Linked DNA regions of Mus musculus: regions 2, 3, 4, 5 and 6 are each linked to region 1. Evidence: chromatin contacts called from public ChIA-PET and HiChIP or PLAC-seq data. All regions are on one chromosome and are shown on one strand. Each heading gives the region's core, a stretch centred on a gene start, on an enhancer-like site or on the middle of the called end of the contact. The rest is flanking DNA. Distances are from core to core; before and after follow the strand shown. Region 1 overlaps Abcb1b (ATP-binding cassette, sub-family B (MDR/TAP), member 1B). Region 2 has its middle 14 kb from the start of Gm31449. Region 3 holds the start of Rundc3b (RUN domain containing 3B). Region 4 has its middle 19 kb from the start of Crot. Region 5 overlaps Abcb1a (ATP-binding cassette, sub-family B (MDR/TAP), member 1A). Region 6 holds the start of Crot (carnitine O-octanoyltransferase).

Region 1 (2,848 bases), core at 212-2,711:
TGCTTACCTGGCACAAAACAAAACAAAACAAAACAAAACAAAACAAAACAAAACAAAACAAAAACGACCCTTGGTGGTGATATTTAGCAATTCCCTGTCTGCTCTGGGGAGGGCCTTCAAACAATTCTTTGAGAAGAAACGTTAGCTCCCTGCAGAGCATAGCTGAGGGGAAGTGGGCAATGCATCTGTGTCTCAGAGACTGACTGACAGCTGCTTTTGACAGCTTTTCTGGTTTCAGTCATTGTCTCCACTTTCTCCTGGGTCCCCATCCAACCTGCTCCTTCTTTCTCTCCTTCTGTCTTTTCTCTCCCCCTTTCCTTCTCTCCCCCATCTTCTCTGTTGTTCTTTCTCTAAACCATTCCTTTCTCAGGAATGTAGACCTGCTTTGTTATGAATGACGCGGGACACTCATTATGGGACCGTCCACCTAGTGTTATTCTTTCTGTCTTAGATTATCTACCGTTCTTTCCCCTTTGTATGCCTCTTCCTCCCTCCCACATAGTTCCCCTTCACTCATCCCTCATTGATGTGCACACTCAGCTAAATTTTGTTCCACAGTTTGACAAATGCTTTTGAGGGACTTACTGGGTTTCCTGGCAAATGTTTTATTTCTTGCAATGAGACCCTGAGAGATATGTTCTGTTAGAACCTCATTTTTTTTCTAGGTGAGGCTGACAGATATGTAAGTGTGCCTTTCATGCCTTAGAGCCCATCACTCCTGGAGCCAGAATTCAAACTCAGGCTGCGGTACTCCAATTAGCTAGGAATCTACATTCTGTTATGATAGAGGTAGTCGTATAGCACACACTCTGCAGAAATGAGATTTTGGAAGAGCTGACCCCCTTCTCCCCCCCCCAGCCCCCAAAATGAGCCCAGTGTCTACTGGGGCTATATCTGCTGAAGGACAGTCCACATTCCCAAGACTTAGTGCCAGGTCCCCAGGGGGTGGGAAAGGTTTGGATACAAGCCAACCTATCCTTCAGATCTTTCAGTGGCTTCTAACCAGCTGCATGCAATCTGAGCTTTGTGCCCTAGTGCTTGATGACTGTTCTTCTCCTGCACTCCACTTCCTTCTCCACACTGCTGTGGCCAGCAGGGGCTTTTTGCCCCTTTCTGATTCCCTTGGACCTCACGGATGGCCTCTTTACATCATCCAGGTTTCTGAACTGCATTTTCAAAGGCCCTTCACACTGCCTGAGTGTGTGCTTCCTCCCCTCGGCCTCGAGGTTTCTCTTTTCTTTCTTTATTAATGAATGGTGTGACTTCCTTGCTAAAACCTAAGTTCCATGAAGCACGAGGCTGTCTCTGATGCTTTCCCTCTAAAGGAATGAGGTAAGCTTGAGGTTTCTGAGCAGTTCTGTGTAATGTAGAAGAACACGTATACTCAAGCATATGATGTTAAGAGCTGCTTGTATCCCAGCAACGCAGTGTCAGGGCCTTCTTACCTAGTGACAGTATGACGTCACAGACTGTTCATGTTTCCTGTGTTTGATGTCAGAGCCTCACTCACAGCGTCTGTGAAGTATGGGCCTGCTCATCATTTTCTGTCTATGATGTCAGAAGATGCTCATAGCCTTCACCCTGTCAAAGGCTTGTGCCTGTGTTCAGTCATGTTGCTAAGAACTAATGAGTATTTGTTGAAAAACAATGTAGTTTCTTTTTTTCAGTCTTGAAAGCCATAATTAAATTTGAATTCTGTTGAAGGCAGAAGGAGGATGGTGAAGAGGCTTATTCTTTTTTTTTTCAAAATCACACATTTTTTTTCCTGCAAAATTATTTTGTAAACAATACTTTCTGAAAGAAACCGCTATTTTTACTCTTTCAGCTAAAAGTTCTTTTTGTGTGGGGGAGGATCACTTAGTTTTAAAAACTTGTAGAGAATGAAGCCTAATTAAGAGTCCACATTTAAGGCTTTTCCTAATTGCTTCATTGTGCCTTGAAATGAAGAGATTGTCCCATGAAGTCTGTGCTGTAAAGCCTCACTTTCATCAGCAGTATGCACACTGAGAAAACATGACATTCTCAGACTCACCGCAGCCACGGCATCCTTGCCTCAGAAAGTGATGTGCAGGAAATCTTTATCTTTGTTGATCTGACCATGGATCTTGTTTTCTGTCACACATTGCTGTGGTTTGTACAGTGGTCCTTCTAACCCCGAAAGCTCTTCTATTATTTGAACAGTTATAATTACAAATACTTGTAACGTATCTTACTAAGATAATCTGAATAAATTCTTTTCTCTAGCATCTTTTCCTTACTGTCAGGATTTTTAAAAAAAATACATATATATTTGGTGTGTGAGTATGCAGTTGTATGTGAGCATGGGTGCCTGTGCATATGTATAGGAGGTAAGAGGTCAGCATCAGGGGTGTACTGGCTAGTTTTGTGTCAACTTGACACAGCTGGAGTTATCACAGAGAAAGAAGCTTCAGTTGGGGAAATGCCTCTATGAGATCCAACTGTAAGGCATTTTCTCAATTAGTGATCAAGGGGGAAAGGCCCCTTGTGGGTGGGACCATCACTGGCCTGGTAGTCTTGGGTTCTATAAGAGAGCAGGCTGAGCAAGCCAGGGGAAGCAAGCCAGTAAAGAACATCCCTCCATGGCCTCTGCGTCAGCTCCTGCTTCCTGACCTGCTTGAGTTCCAGTCCTGACTTCCTTTGGTGATGAAAAGCAATGTGGAAGTGTAAGCCGAATAAGCCCTTTCCTCCCCAACTTGCTTCTTGGTCATGATATTTGTGCAGGAATAGAAACCCTGACTAAGACAAGGGGTCATTTCTCAAAAGCCATCTGCCTTGTCTTTGAGTTGGAGACCTTGAGCCCACTGATTAGGCTACGCTGGCCGGGCAG
Region 2 (2,848 bases), core at 125-2,624, 220 kb after region 1:
AATTTTATGTATTTGTGGTGTATTTTGTGACACTTCAATACATGTATATAATGTGTGATGATCAGAACAGAGTAAGTGCTCTGTAGTCATACATAACCAATGAGTTGACTGGAATTGGGTGGGGAGGACAAAACCTCATTTCAGTTAGGACTTGGCTGTGCACTGACAAGTTTATGGTATCATATATCACCTAGGCATCTTCCAGTCCCAATCATATTAAGGTTTAATCTCACACTTGACCTTCTTAGTTTTTTGAGACAGGATTTCTCTGGGTAGAGGCGACTGTCCTGGAACTTACTCTGTAGACCAAGCTGGCCTTGAACTCACAGAGATCCATCTGCCTTTGTCTCCCAAATGCAGGGATCAAAGGTGTTCACCACCACCTCTCAGATTACTCTGAATCTTTTATCTCCTAATTTTACTTGATACGTTTTATAACTCCTTTCCTTTCAGGCTGGTGCTATCTTCCTTCACTAGTAATTAAACTAATCCTAATTGTTCTGCCTGATTTTTATATTACTAATATATATGGATGCATATATGTTATAATACTTATGCATTTAGATATATACATATGTATATGTGTGTGTGTGTGTGTGTGTGTGTGTGTGTGTATGCCAATAATTCACCAACCTTTATTATGTAGAGTTAACAATCAAAACTCCAATGCTTGCAAGATGGCTCAGTAGGTAAAAGAATTTGCTGCCAAGCCTGACCATCAGAGTTCAATCCCTGCACTCCCACGTGGTGGGAGGAGATAACTTAACCTTGCAAGTTGTCCTCTGTTGTCTACACACATTCTGAGTAACGCACGAGCGCGCGCACACACACACACACACACACACACACACACACACGAAAAAATAAAATATAAACACACTACCAAAAGTCTCCCTTCTTTCAATGGAAACCTAAACCATGGAATGCAACCTTATTTCATATCTTAGGAAACTGTAAAATTTTGCTTCATTTCTAACACGATGTAAGAAGTATTTTCTTAGTACAGCTAACACAGGTTGAAGTATGAAAGTTTCTCAGTACAGAAACACAGGTTGAAGTGTGAAAGTTTTTCAGAGGCAGCAGTTGGTATCTTCCCTGAAGTTTCCCTGGCACTTTTACTGAATGTTTTCTGTACATTCTGGGAGATGTTGTACCAAACGCATCACCCGCTAGGGAAGGAGGGGCTGTGATGCTGCTGTGACATCAAAGGTAGAAGGGGGTGAATGTTCAGCTAGTTTAAGCAAGGAGAAGCAAAAGCATAAATTGAAAACTACATCAATTGAAGCGCAAACTCCTCCTCATCCAAAAGAGCGGAGGTTATAAACAAGTTTGCTGGGCAGACTGAGTCAGAGACTGAGTAGTTAAAATGAAACAGAAAGCACTAGCAACTCCCAACACTGAACTCTGGGTGGTGTAAACTGCTAACAAATTCCACTCCTGGATGAGGAAACACAAATTGTTTTATGTAATTAAAAGTTCAACCATTCCCAAAGATTTCTATTTTGGGGAATAGAAACTGGAGGAAGCAAAGTAATTGAGTGTTGATTAAAATTAGAAAATCAGGTTCCCTAACTCTATTGGGGGAAAATCCCTAAATCATTTTCCCAGCAAAGAGGGAAGCCATGCATATTTCTCTCTGGCATTAACAATGGCTGTGTGGAGAGTGATTCATTAATTGGTTTGCTAACAAATAGCATGCCCTACTTTCACACACTAAGATTGTTTCCACGAATGCAAGCAATGGTCTGAAGCAGCCATGTTCCTAACAATGTGGAGCTGCAAAACAAATTTCAGAAAAGGGTCGTGAGTTTCCTAAAAGGTGGGGAAAATGAATTAACATTATTCTGGTCTCTTTCTGAGGCTAATATAGATGGTGAGGATGACGCATCGGGGTCAAAGCCATTAATCTGCTGTAGAATTTAATCCTGATAAATGAATAAAAGGCTATAAACAAGTTTATTGTAAATATCTCTTGAATAAGAAAACCGTGAATCATCTTCATGTTCAGAAATAGTTATGAGTTTCTGGTTTTCCAGTGTAAGAACCCAAGGCAAGACTTCTGTAACAGGTATAAGAGTTGACAGTGACAGCTACAAGTGGAAGCGACGATGTCAGCTCCCCGTTTTCCAGTTAAAAGAGTAGCAGGTATGAAATATAAGACGAAGCTTTCCCTCTGGCCGTTCTGAGGAAGAAAGCCAGTACGTTATCTGTGGGAAGCAAGCGCTCGACTGCACAGCCACATCGGCCGACAGTTGCATTTAAGCTGCCGTCAGCCTACCACGCATGTGCTGAGCCCACGTGGTATGAGGGTACAGTTGTTTCCTGTGCTGCTATGTCTACTCCTCAAAATCTTTTTATATAAAACTATAAACTCACTTGGGTAACACCTAGTGAAGGCTTCTTAACTTATGTTAATAATCTCTGCTTTTGATGCACTAGTTAGCGTTCTTTGAGTGAATATTTATGGAAGAAACTAAGGAATACTCTGCACGACTTCATGTTACAAGCTACTTTGGGGCCATTCTGACTTCAGTTGTGCGCTATGGGCTGTATGTGTTACTTCATACTGCTACAGTGGTGGCGTACGCCTTTAATCCCAGCACTTGGGAGGCAGAGGCAGGCGGATTTCTGAGTTCGAGGCCAGCCTGGTCTACAGAGTGAGTTCTAGGACAGCCAGGGCTACACAGAGAAACCCTGTCTCCAAAAACAAAACAAAACAAAACAAAACAAAACAAAACCTAATTCTTAAATAATAGAAAACCACCAGGAAGCAGCTCAGAGAGAGAAGTTTCAGAAGTAGGATTCCAGTACTAGCTAGACTCTCACATCTCCCCTCTTCCCACTCTGC
Region 3 (2,848 bases), core at 185-2,684, 220 kb before region 1:
AAAACAATGTAATAAAGCCCATCTGTCCCAAAAGCTTGTATTCTACACAGCACAAATGATAAATATAGTCTATATTACTTTACCACTTACAATGCAAACTGTGAGCAAAGCTCTTCCTGAAAGATGAGCATTCATTAGAATCCAACTTTTTAAAAGTTGCTTAAATACTGAATGTCATTCCTACTACAGATATCTGCAATCTGCTTAAGATGCTAGCCACGATTTTACATAAGGAAAAAAAAAAATAGACATAAGCCAGAGAGGCAGGAAAGGTTTCATCATTTACCTGATAACAAGAGAATTATCAGTAGTTGATGATTAACCAGTATGATGGAACAAAATCATTTTTAACAGAGCGTATTGGCTCTGAGTAGTTACTAAGAGATGGATGCCTAGAATATTATAAGACTTAAAGAAAATTTATCAGCTTGTTCAAAATCAGTTTTTTTCTGAATTCTTGATTTATAGATAGTGATGATCTATTTCTATAATTCCTGGAGGAAGGGCTACATTTACAACCAGGAAGCACTTAAATAAATGCCCAAAAGGACTGACCAGGAGTCTTCCACAATTGCACAAGCACTGTAGTTGACAAGACTTAGATACCCAATACAGATAAGGGCCGAGGGAGAGGAGTGAAAATGCGTACGCCAACAAGCGACAGCAAGAGAACGCACAGGGATTTGGGGACATCTCAGTAACTACTACAGCAGCTGGATGCTGCTCTTCCTCCGCCCTCTTCTCCTCAGACGCAAGCTGGCCGGTTCCAAACGGTTCCTCCCCGGCTCCGCCCCGGCCCTCCCCGGGCAGCCTCCAAGCGAGGACCCTGAGACGCGAGGGCTAGCCCACGGCCTCGCGGGGAGAGGCTCCCGCCCCTCTGCAGGGCCCCGCTGGCCCGCGGACACGCGCGGCACGGGCCGCAGCGCCGAGCCCCAGCACCTCCCTCAGCCCGGCGCCCGCAGCCCCGCACCTGCACACGGTGATCAGGTTCCTCCTCTCCACCGCAGCGTTGCGGGCGCTCAGGCTCTTCTTGCCGCCGCCGCCGCCGCCGCCGCCGCGGCTCCCGCTCAGGCCCCCCAGGCTCCGGGAGGCCATGGCGGGCTCACCTCCGCGCCCCCTTTGTCTCCAGCGGTCCCGCAAGCCTCGCACACCTGTGTCCCCCGGCCTTCTCTCAACGATGGCAGCCCGCCGGGCGGGAGAGAGGCGAGGAAGGAGGCGCGGAGTAGGCAGGGTGTGGAAGGCAGTCAGTCGGGCACCGGTACCCAGGCTCCACGCGCGCGTGCACACACACTCACACACGCTCTCTCACACATACACACGCGCTCACTCACACGCACGCACGAGCCACCTCCACCCTCGCTCGCGCGCGCGCGCGCCGCCGCCGCCGTCCACGAGAGAAGCGCGCGCGGGCGGGCGGGCGGGAGGGCGGGCTCCGAGTCTCCAGGGACGCCGCACCAGCGCCCGGGCGAGCCTGTCACCCCGCAGGCCTAACCGCACGTCATTCTTCCAGCAGGGCGGAGCCGCTGAGGTGAAGCCCCCCTCCCCACGCCTGTCTCACTCAGCCCCCGCCCCCTGCACCTATGGGAACAAGGCCGCTACGGAGAGAGCCAATGACGAGAGGTGGGGGCGGGACCCGCCCCAGGAGCTTTTAAAGAGGCTCGCTTAAGCCCCGCCCTGGCGCGTGGGCCTCTGTCAGAACGCGGGTCGGCTCGTGCAGCACCTTGGTGAGCCCGGCGAGGCAGCCTTGGCTTGGAAAGCCGGCTTTGCTGTGCCTACTCCACGGTGACTGTGGTCCATAGTCACCCTGACAAGGCTAAGTTCATGGCAGATTCCTGGTCCTGAGGCTTCAGTAGCCTCAGCAGGAGAATGCCATAGTTGGGTGGGGTGGGAAGTGGGGGTTACCTAGAATAGAAGAAGAGTTCCATTTGTCCCAAACGCCCCCTTTGAACCTGACAAACAACGACACAGTGGCATCAGGGAGTGCGCCCATGGCATTTCTCTTCCCGTGAATCTGGTCAGAATTCACCTCATCTTACTCAGTGTCCAGCACAGCCTTGAAACCACATTGACCATAGAAAAACGAGTGTAGTGGGGATGTCCAGTCTTGGGTTCTGTGCAGTGAGATCTGAACTGAATTGCAGCTCGTGAGCCATGGAGGAGGTTTGTCAAGGGCAGAGGGAAATCCTGCCTTGGAGTCCCAATAAGCCCCTTGGGAGGACCACTTTGTAGTCTCTACTTCTCTGGCTTTACCTCTGGCTTTACCTATGGGAGGCTACGGGCTTGAGACCCTGACCTCTGACATTCACCTCAGACTGCCTGTAAGTATGTCCAGACTTCAGGTTTTGTTTGTTTGTTTGTTTGTTTTTAAATTTTGAAAATCTAAAATCAGGACAAAGTCTCACCTCTACCTCTTAAATATAATTATGTTAAAATAAAAATTAATTATTAAGAAAATTTCTACAAGGGAGCTAAAACCATCCAGTGGAAAAAAAGACAGCATTTTCAACAAATGGTGCTGGCACAACTGGAGGTTATCATGTAGAAGAATGCAAATTGATCCATTCCTATCTCCTTGTACTAAGGTCAAGTCTAAGTGGATCAAGGAACTCCACATAAAACCAGAGACACTGAAACTTATAGAGGAGAAAGTGAGGGAAAGCCTCAAAGATATGCACAGGGGGAAAATTCCTGAATAGAAGAGCAATGGCTTGTGCTGTAAGATCAAGAATTGACAAATGGGACCTCATAAAATTGCAAAGCTTCTGTAAGGCAAAAGACACTGCCAATAAGACAAAAAGGCCACCAAAAGATTGGGAAAGGATCTTTACCTATCCTAAATCAGATAGGG
Region 4 (2,848 bases), core at 100-2,599, 180 kb after region 1:
ATTGTCTTAGTCAGGGTTTCTATTCCTGGACAAAACATCATGACCAAGAAGCAAGTTGGGGAGGAAAGGGTTTATTCAGCTTACACTTCCATACTGTTGTTCATCACCAAGGAAGTCAGGACTGGAACTCAAGCAGGTCAGAAAGCAGGAGCTGATGCAGAAGCCATGGAGGGATGTTCTTTACTGGATTGCTTCTCCTGGCTTGTTCAGCCTGCTCTCTTATAGAACCAAGACTGCCAGTCCAGAGATGGCACCACCCACAAGGGGCCCTTCCCCCTTGATCACTAATTGAGAAAATGCCTTACAGTTGTATCTCATGGAGGCATTTCCCCAACTGAAGGTCCTTTCTCTGTGATAACTCCAGCTGTGTCAAGTTGACACAAAACTAGCCAGTACAGGAATATATGTTCAACAACTAATTCTAAAAGAGGCTATAAATTTGAAAGAGATCAGGGAGAGGTATGTGGGAAAGTTTGGAGGGAAGGAAGAAAAGGGGGAATAATATAATAATTATCTCAGAGAAATATTTATATGTAAAGCTGAAAATGCAACCTTCCTCATTTCAAAAGTAAGACGTGCAAAACTCAAGAAGAGTTTACATTTTCTGCTCTACTGATAGGATGTAGAGTACAGATTTACTGCCTGTCATCTCTGTCTGTTGTGCTTACTGCTTCTCGTGCATTTGGCAACAGGAAGCTACTGTGGATTTATAGGCCAACAAGTGGTTTGGAAGCTTCAGCAGTGAGCAGGGTTGTGGTGGCTCATACCTGTGATACCAGCACACAAGAGGCTGAGACAGGAAGCTTTGAATTTGAGGCGATCCTAGGCTATAAAGTGAGACCTTATCTTAGGAAAGAAGAGAAGAGAAGAGAAGAGAAGAGAAGAGAAGAGAAGAGGAGAGGAGAGGAGAGGAGAGGAGAGGAGAGGAGAGGAGAGGAGAGGAGAGGAGAGGAGAGGAGAGGAGAGGAGAGAAGAGGAGAGAAGAGGAGAGAAGAGGAGAGAAGAGGAAACGAGAAAGAAAAGGAAAGCAATGTGTTGTTTCCCCCCCCCTCAATGGTTATGACAAACACCCAATAAAAATAAAAGGAAAAAAATAATTACTTTAGGTCATGGTTTCAGTACATAGTCATCTGTCTTTGTTCCTGGGACACATAGTAGCCGGTTGTCAAAGCAGAAAAACATGGCAGCAGGAAGCAAAGAGGTTAACACAAAAGGGTAGGAGGAAATGTATCTGCAGATTCACACCTCCAGTGACCTAGTTCTTTCAGTAGATCCTACAACCTAGAGTTTCCTTCCCCCAGCTCCCAGAATAGCCTCTAGCTGAGGAAGGAAGTGCTCAACACAGGAACCTACAGGCGGCAGCTCACACTCAAGCTATTGACAGCTTCAGAGAGACAGAACCACAGAAGAGTCTCAGCGTGTCCAATCAAGAAGACACTCATTCATCTCTAAGAGAGGGCCATCCACTAGCTAGAAAATATTCTCCACTGTCTGCAACAGTATTATTCTGGCTTTCTGCATCACAAAACACAAGAAAACAACACACAAGCTCTGCTTTTATGGTTGAGGTGTCCGGAATGTTTCTACCTAAATTCCATTAGTGTTCTTTGAACCTTGCCATCTGACTTGGAAGGCAGCTGGTCTCTACTTCTTGATTACTTCATGTTCAGAAACCATACTCTAGATATTTAAAATGTGGACTTACGCAATGATAAATAAAAATTGTTCTTCAGAGCAATCACTCTGTGACAGATTAGAGGGAATCAGATATCCCTAAAGTGGACAGGAATTAGGTAGTTACATAGGGGTTAAAAATGTTTTTGTTTGTTTGGTTTTGGGTTTTGTTTTGTTTTTTGTTTTTTGTTTTTTTTTTTTTTTGAGACAGGGTTTCTGTGTATAGCCCTGGAACTCACTCTGTAGAACAGGCTGGCCTTAAACTCAGAAATCTGCCTCTGCCTCCCAAGTGCTGGGATTAAAGGCATGTGCCAGAATATTAATTCATGATAGGATCCTATAATCACTCTTTGACATTTTTTATCTCTTGCTCCCTCGGTCTCTTTCTTTAAAAGAAAAATTTATCAATAATATGTGTCTAGAATTTATCCATTTCTTTTAGATTTTCCAGTGTTTTTAAAAGTGCAAACATTTGCCGGGCATGGTGGCACACGCCTTTAATCCCAGCACTCGGGAGGCAGAGGCAGGCGGATTTCTGAGTTCGAGGCCAGCCTGGTCTACAGCCAGGGCTACACAAGAAACCCTGTCTTGAAACCCAAAAAAAAAAAAAAAAAAAAAAAAGTGCAAACATTTAGAGTGTTCCCTAACCTAGATCCTCTGCATTTTCTTGGTAACTGTTGTTCCCTGTCGCTTTTAATTCTAAATTTATTAATGTGGGTCTTCTCTTTACTTTAATTATGTTTTCAGAGAACCAACTATTTCAATGTTTGGTTGAATCTGTGTGTTGTTCCTTTAGTTTCCTCTTTATTAGTGTCTGCTGATCTCTATTATTACTTACTGTCTATTACTTCCAGACTCAGTTTGTTTTTATTTTTCTAAGACTGGAGTTGTACAGCTCAGGCACTTATAAGTCTCTCTGACTTCTATATCTACAGGTTCAGATCCATATGCATTCCTCTTAGAACCATCTCAGTTGTATCCAGAGGTCTCCAATGTGCTTAATGAATGGTTTCCTTACATAGCCATCTTCCCAGTGCAGAGAATGGCTTATTCTATAACACTGATACATTTCAGGAAAATAAAAAACACTGAAAGATGCCTTTACCCATATTTGGAAAGCAGGTTTATGAATGAGTTATGGTTTCTTTAGGGTGTTTGTTTGTTTGTGTGTTTT
Region 5 (2,848 bases), core at 107-2,606, 170 kb before region 1:
CTGCCTGACTTCGAAGCTGCCCTTGTCATGGCCACTGCATTGTTTCTGTGATACTACAGTGTGGTTTTCCTCCCACCTCTTTGTCTTCTGGTGTCACCTTTCCCCTTTAGGAGTTTCTCAATCCTGTATCCCCTGAATCACTGACAAAGCTGGTATTCATCTGCTTCTTTACAGATGTTTTTGAAATGTGTTTGATCCTCATGCCAAGCACTCTTTCTATCCATTCACAATGATATCCCTTACTTACTCCTCCTTGCTCAGCTTCATTTACCTATGCCCCAGTCATCCTTCTATTTTAGTAGCTGTATCAGACCAGACTGTTTTCTTTGACTCAATTATAACATCCCCACCCATACTCTGCCTTTGCCAATTATACTTACACCATGGTCCTCTTCTCCTAAGATGGCTCTGTCCATGAAGTCATGAACTCAGATGTATCAGTTTCAGTTATAGCTTCTGATTCCTTCTAAAGAAAGCTAGCTCTTTTTATTATCACTCTTTTTGACTCTGTGCATTTATTCTATAGTGTTGCTGTAGAAAATGCCATTAGGTAGATTTAAGAAGAAAATGCCACGAGATAGATTTAAGACAACACAAATTTATGCTCTTCCAGTTCTTGGGTAAACTAAAGTCAGTGTGTCAGGAAGATTGCATTCATTCTGGAGGTTCTTGGTAAGAATCTGTTTCCTCCCCATTTTGAGCTTCTAGGGGCTCTTACATTCCCATGTCCCCTCCTTGGTATCACCATAGTCTCTGAGCACCTACCTGCCTCTTAGAAGCATCTTTATGATTACAGTGGGTTTATCTGAATGTCCCAGGGTAATCTTTCCCAGATTCCTAACATCTGCAGTCCTGTTTACCATGTCAGACAATGTAAGAAAGCACATTCACAGACAGTGTCCCAGGGCCAGACTGTGCACATGTTAGGAGTGACATTCCTTTGCCTCTCGTTCCTGGCAAGGCTTTATTTTATTCTAGCAGCCACTCCAGCTTCATACTTCCCAAGGCCAACCTGTCAGAGTCACACGAGTTCACTTCAGTCCAGTCCTTCGAGTGCTGTACTGCTTTTCTTCTCTACTTAAGGGTTCTAATGCGTTTCCTTTTTACTTAAGGGAAACTTTGGAGTAAAAACTAAGCTGTTTCTTATATGCATACCATTTATGGTATGACTCTCTTATTTATGATCTAATTACAGACATCTGCTCCCATTCTTATTATAGTGTTTGTTCTTTAATATATACCAAGCTTGTGTCTACTTAAGCATCTTTGCATGTATGCTTTCTACTTGAATGCATGACTTAGAGATCCCCACAACAAAAGCTGCATCCTTCCTGTTACTGAGGTTTCATCTCAGAAAGATGTTCCCTGACCTGCCTGTCTAAACCCACTGGCCCTATCAGTCACCTGAAGTTATATCCTGTAACTGCTTAGCCGCTTCCCCACTGCTGATGTTTCTCTTTTTCCTGAATGTGTGCTCACAAGAGTGGAGTGTTTTAATGTTTTGCTCACTGTTGTTCCTCAGGAGTCTAGAAGAGTGCTCAGAGCCTTAGTAGGTTCCTAGACACTGGGTGGATAGTGACCATATCCATTCCTATTCCCAACTGCATGCACTCTAAGCATTCTAAGGACAGGTAGCCTGTGTTACCCACCATCATTGCCAGTACTTAGAGCCAAACATGAATCTCATTAGCTCTTTAAACAAACTTAAAATGTTGAATGAGTGAATGAATTCTCTAACTCAGTGGCTCTAGTGAAGTCATATTTCTATTCATGCCATGAATATTATCTAAAGGGCTTTTCTGCCTGTACTTTCCACTTCTTCCCTGGCACGATTCACCTTTAGCTTTCAATACCAGTTTGTTTCGTTCTGTGTTCTTGGTTTACTTTCTCTGTCCTTTCTACCAGTCTCTAACCAAATAGTTTCCATTTCCTTTTATGTTAAAGGCCTTCAACTATAACTAGTTAAGTTATATGCTTATACAGTCTTATGCTGTACCTGATATGTTGTTACAACTTTGCCTTCTTCTTCTTTGACTATGAGAGTCTGAAAATTCTTAGTTATGTTTGCAAACCAATAATAGTAATGGATATTTCATGTTTCATACTACCTTCTTGATAAAAGTTTTCTGCATTGCTTTGTAATCTTTGTAACAGCTGTGTTGATTTTTTTAAAACATTTTATAAATACCAAAACTGAGGCTCAATTTTTTTTAGTAATAATAAATTACATCATCTCTCCCATTCTCTTTCTAGTTCTATAAGCCACCCTCTTCCAAGTTCCTGGCCTCTTTTTACTTATATATGCATCAACATATAAACACAACCTGCTGCATCCATGTAGCCTTGTTTGTATGCGTATCATTTCAGGACTGACTGCTTGGTGTTAGCTAACCCATCAGGGGCTCATCCTTGAGGAGACTAATTCTCCCTCTCTCAGCAGTTCTTGGTTGTCTGTAGTTCTGTTTTCTGGGGGTGAGGCTCAATGAGACCCCCCTCCCCCACATCCAGTTTAGCATGTCTATTAGTGTTGCCCTTCTTCAGGTTTTGTGTAGACAAGTCTTATTGAGATATCATGAGTAAAAGTTCCCTGTAATTTCTAGGAGGCACATTCTCACAACAGACTTCTTGGTCCTCTGGCTCTTCTGCCCCATCTTTTGTAATGTTCCCTGAGAGACCCTCTACTTGGCCACACCAGCCTCTTTCCTAATAAATTATAAAGTTGAGTCATTTGGTGTCCACTTTCATCCTGCTCACTGTTATGTGACCACTTTCCTCAAATCTCATCCTTTCTTTCACAAGGTCACAAAGAAATGAGAAAGCCAACTCCTCTTTCTATCTCTGTTGCTAG
Region 6 (2,848 bases), core at 132-2,631, 160 kb after region 1:
AAGGCTTAAAATAGAGAGGACCTAACCTAATCATTTGAGTGCTTGAGCAGAGATACTGCCACACCTCTGTGTCTACATCTATGTCTTTAATGATCTGTGTCTACATCCATGTCCTTAACGAACTCAGAGACAAACAGGACTTGCAGGAAATGGGATTAATCCTAATGCAAGTGAACAGGGGTTAGACTCTGCCAACTCGAATGAACCTGAAAAGGGAGTCTCCCCCTAAAACTTCAGAAAGTAACTCATAACAGAAACCCTGGTCTCTCCTTTTGTGCGTCCATGCAGGGTAAGCAGCTAAGCTTGCTCGGACTTCAGATCTTCAGAAACTCAAAGTCTGTGTTCCTTTAACCGCTAAACATGTCACTGTCTGCTGTAACAGCAATAGGAAACTAATGCAAGCATGCCGGGCAAGCTGATCTCATTACACTTCCTTGTCATTTAACAGATCCCACAAAGAAGACCAGAGTACTAATTTTATGCCTGCTGCAGTGCTTAGCCCCTGCAAGGTTAAGCCGACTACAGATTCTTTAAGAGTTGTCTTAAGTTTTCAACCATATAAAACTAGTTAAACGATTCCAATAAAATTAAGAAAACGATGACAGTGGACTTTCTGAAAGCAAGGTGATGTGAACGCGAGAGAGGTGGGAAAATAGAACCAGGAAGTAAACAAATAGGGTCACATACCAGTAAACCACGAAGAAGTGCTCAGGACCTCCAGGAGCCTGCTTGAACAATTCGGAAAGGAAACCACAGGGAACCCGAACTGGCCAAGCCTGGTGACTGTGGAAAGGAAGAAATACACTCAAGTAAAGATCAGGAAAGGAGAAGAGGATAGTGACAGAAGCTGGAAATACAGAGAACGGACATCTGCTAGACATGAGATTTATATCACTACAGAGCTAGCTATGTTCCAAGCAGCCTATCAGATGGACCCAAGGGGCACAGGGAACCTTCCGGTGCCCGCGGGGAGGTTGCAGCAGAAGCAGAAAGCAATAAAGTTCAGAAACTCCTCCCACCAAAACAAGGGCAGCTTCTCACCGAGGATAAGGACAAGGGGAGAAAAACCAAGAAACATGCACACGCAAAACCAACCAATCGATCAAGCACTCTAGCACTCTAGCACTCTAGCGAGGCCGGTGCAACTGAGAGAGGACACCCCAAACCAGAAGGGCAAGATGCTCGGGGGGGGGGGGGGGCACCACGCCCGCGCCAGACGGGGCGCCTGGGCGCACAGCCCGACTGCACTCAGCTCGGCTTCCTGCTACTGCAATACCCTTCGACCCCCTCGCCATGTGGGAGGGGAAGGAGAGCGAGCAGCCGGCCCCAGAATCCTCACCTCCCGCGCCCCTCTTGTCCCTCTGCGTCGGCCTGCAGGCTCTGGGCTGTCCTGAGGCCGGACCAGAACGGAAAACCGCGAGGGTCCCGCCCTGTGCGCGTCGGGGAACGGGATTGGACGGGAAGCCGCGAGGGTCCCACCCCGCGCTGGAAGGGGTGGGCTGTCGAGGCTTGCTGGTCCCGCCCCCGCCGGGTTCTCGGGCTCTGGTGGCGTCCTAGGCTGCAGACCCCGGGAACGCAGCAGAAAGTCAGATAAGCGCCCTGCAGTCCCCGCTACAGCAGCTTCCTTCCGGATGCTGCGGGAGATTGGCCTCCGTCCAGAGATCTACCCACTCTCGGGCACAGCCCTGTGGCTGCGTAAGGAGGCCCACGGCTCAGCCTGCTTTTCGCCGAACTCTTAGGGGCTTGGCGCTGTGTTCTTTCTTCCCAGTCGCTCCCCCTTCTTTGTGCCAGCCTCCTTTGCATGGCCCAGGCAAGCATTTATACTACTTTAGATATAAATTTAAGAATTTATACTGAGACATTTTATTTTGTCTACCCTGTGTGCTGGCAAGAGAATAGCAGGCGAATGGATCCGGTTTGGCCTCGTCGCCTCTTTGAGACTTAAGATTTGGCCAACTCCCAGCCATCTAGGGCAAGCCCTTGCAGTCTCTAGCGATGGTCAAGCTTCAAGCTTTGGCCTTGCCTGAATATTTTTATCATCCAAGAAGTTGCGTTTTTAAAAAGCTAGCACGTCCTAGAGGAAGACTATGAGGTATTTTTAGTTTCACAGGTCAATGCCCTTTTTTTCATTTACCTCCTGAAATAAATTGATACAATTTTAAACTTATATACACTTTTTATTTGTACTTCTGTTTTGTTTTCGTGGAAGGAAAAATATTTTACCTGCTCCTGCATAGTTAAGTTATTCAACAGTTTAATGACTTCATTTCAAATTAGTATATTAAAAGCTGCTGTCTTTCCGAAATCCTTTTGAGTTTCCCGCAGAATTACTAATATGTTTCATGACTGCACAGCGTTGCTGGAGGTATTACATAATCAAGCTGGATAATCTCTCTAAGCTTGTCAAAGTGACTGTGTTAAAGAACTTTTCCCCCTCATAGTATGTAAGTGTTCCGTTCCGGATATTATATTATGCTTCGAAAATAGAATTCTTAGACTGACTGGATTTCTCAGAAACCTTCATTGTCTTTTTTTTTTTTTTTTTTTTTTTTTTTTAGTAAAAAAAATTTTGGCACCTCTTTAGAAGTTTACGCATATTGAATGTTTGCTGGTGGCAAAGAATTTAGGGTCACTCACCTTCACTGTTTTTGTGAGTTTGGTAATCTCACCAAACCAGGCCTTTATGCAGGGTCTTTAACACTGAGCTACATTCAAGCCCTGCTGCAAGTTTCTCTTCTTCCTGGTTTTGTTAAGCAGAAACGGTGTCTCCATGAAGATCTTGGCTTCTCATAAAAAGAAAACAACCTCGGGACTGAAAAAAATCAGTAGAACCTGGAGAATGTGAGAA

The links. ChIA-PET counts read pairs in DNA pulled down with a chosen protein or histone mark. HiChIP or PLAC-seq counts read pairs in DNA pulled down with a chosen protein or histone mark.
Region 2: an RNA polymerase II ChIA-PET map of memory CD8 T cells shows a contact between it and region 1, with 13 read pairs. The contact joins two enhancer-like sites. A contact is called at or near these places in 1 of 484 Hi-C or Micro-C datasets (megakaryocyte-erythroid progenitors), 2 of 115 datasets of contacts at active chromatin or transcription factors (embryonic stem cells and memory CD8 T cells) and 1 of 9 other capture datasets (adipose tissue).
Region 3: an H3K4me3 HiChIP or PLAC-seq map of the SCID.adh cell line shows a contact between it and region 1, with 23 read pairs. The contact joins the promoter of Rundc3b here to the enhancer-like site in region 1. A contact is called at or near these places in 7 of 39 promoter capture datasets (the C10 cell line, cranial neural crest, hippocampal neurons and 2 more), 2 of 15 datasets of contacts at CTCF or cohesin (large pre-B cells and pro-B cells), 10 of 484 Hi-C or Micro-C datasets (the AML12 cell line, bone marrow, embryonic stem cells and 4 more), 11 of 115 datasets of contacts at active chromatin or transcription factors (the SCID.adh cell line, T-cell acute lymphoblastic leukemia, bone marrow-derived macrophages and 6 more) and 3 of 9 other capture datasets (adipose tissue, embryonic stem cells and liver).
Region 4: a contact with region 1 is called in an RNA polymerase II ChIA-PET map of memory CD8 T cells, with 47 read pairs. The contact joins two enhancer-like sites. A contact is called at or near these places in 2 of 115 datasets of contacts at active chromatin or transcription factors (effector CD8 T cells and memory CD8 T cells) and 2 of 9 other capture datasets (adipose tissue and liver).
Region 5: an RNA polymerase II ChIA-PET map of effector CD8 T cells shows a contact between it and region 1, with 45 read pairs. The contact joins two enhancer-like sites. A contact is called at or near these places in 2 of 39 promoter capture datasets (the C10 cell line and liver), 1 of 15 datasets of contacts at CTCF or cohesin (the NIH/3T3 cell line), 2 of 484 Hi-C or Micro-C datasets (embryonic stem cells and liver), 4 of 115 datasets of contacts at active chromatin or transcription factors (CD8 T cells, effector CD8 T cells, embryonic stem cells and 1 more) and 2 of 9 other capture datasets (adipose tissue and pancreatic islet).
Region 6: an H3K4me3 HiChIP or PLAC-seq map of the SCID.adh cell line shows a contact between it and region 1, with 13 read pairs. The contact joins the promoter of Crot here to the enhancer-like site in region 1. A contact is called at or near these places in 2 of 39 promoter capture datasets (the C10 cell line and pre-B cells), 1 of 484 Hi-C or Micro-C datasets (embryonic stem cells), 3 of 115 datasets of contacts at active chromatin or transcription factors (the SCID.adh cell line, effector CD8 T cells and embryonic stem cells) and 3 of 9 other capture datasets (adipose tissue, liver and pancreatic islet).

Annotation. Positions count from the first base shown.
Region 1 is chr5:8,837,815-8,840,662 of GRCm38.p6, forward strand. All of the region lies in intron 21 of Abcb1b (ATP-binding cassette, sub-family B (MDR/TAP), member 1B), which reads left to right. Among named protein-coding and RNA genes, the nearest start is that of Gm5106, 41 kb to the left of the region's middle. Within about 2 kb of position 1,462, at least 29 of the 459 cell types and tissues checked have an H3K27ac peak or open chromatin away from gene starts, as enhancers often do. A contact at or near this core is called in CD8 T cells, the SCID.adh cell line, T-cell acute lymphoblastic leukemia and 2 more, where this site is marked.
Region 2 is chr5:9,058,152-9,060,999 of GRCm38.p6, forward strand. No RefSeq gene overlaps it. Among named protein-coding and RNA genes, the nearest start is that of Gm31449, 14 kb to the right of the region's middle. Within about 2 kb of position 1,375, at least 36 of the 459 cell types and tissues checked have an H3K27ac peak or open chromatin away from gene starts, as enhancers often do. A contact at or near this core is called in memory CD8 T cells, where this site is marked.
Region 3 is chr5:8,621,518-8,624,365 of GRCm38.p6, forward strand. It overlaps Rundc3b (RUN domain containing 3B), which reads right to left and starts at 1,435. Exons shown (of 11, transcript NM_001347311.1): 1 at 971-1,435. The coding sequence starts at 1,095. All of the region lies in intron 2 of Abcb1a (ATP-binding cassette, sub-family B (MDR/TAP), member 1A), which reads left to right.
Region 4 is chr5:9,014,267-9,017,114 of GRCm38.p6, forward strand. No RefSeq gene overlaps it. Among named protein-coding and RNA genes, the nearest start is that of Crot, 19 kb to the left of the region's middle. Within about 2 kb of position 1,350, at least 45 of the 459 cell types and tissues checked have an H3K27ac peak or open chromatin away from gene starts, as enhancers often do. A contact at or near this core is called in effector CD8 T cells and memory CD8 T cells, where this site is marked.
Region 5 is chr5:8,668,440-8,671,287 of GRCm38.p6, forward strand. All of the region lies in intron 5 of Abcb1a (ATP-binding cassette, sub-family B (MDR/TAP), member 1A), which reads left to right. Among named protein-coding and RNA genes, the nearest start is that of Gm31157, 26 kb to the right of the region's middle. Within about 2 kb of position 1,357, at least 34 of the 459 cell types and tissues checked have an H3K27ac peak or open chromatin away from gene starts, as enhancers often do. A contact at or near this core is called in CD8 T cells, effector CD8 T cells and memory CD8 T cells, where this site is marked.
Region 6 is chr5:8,995,765-8,998,612 of GRCm38.p6, forward strand. Crot (carnitine O-octanoyltransferase) reads right to left here and starts at 1,382. Exons shown (of 18, transcript NM_023733.3): 1 at 1,340-1,382; 2 at 688-783.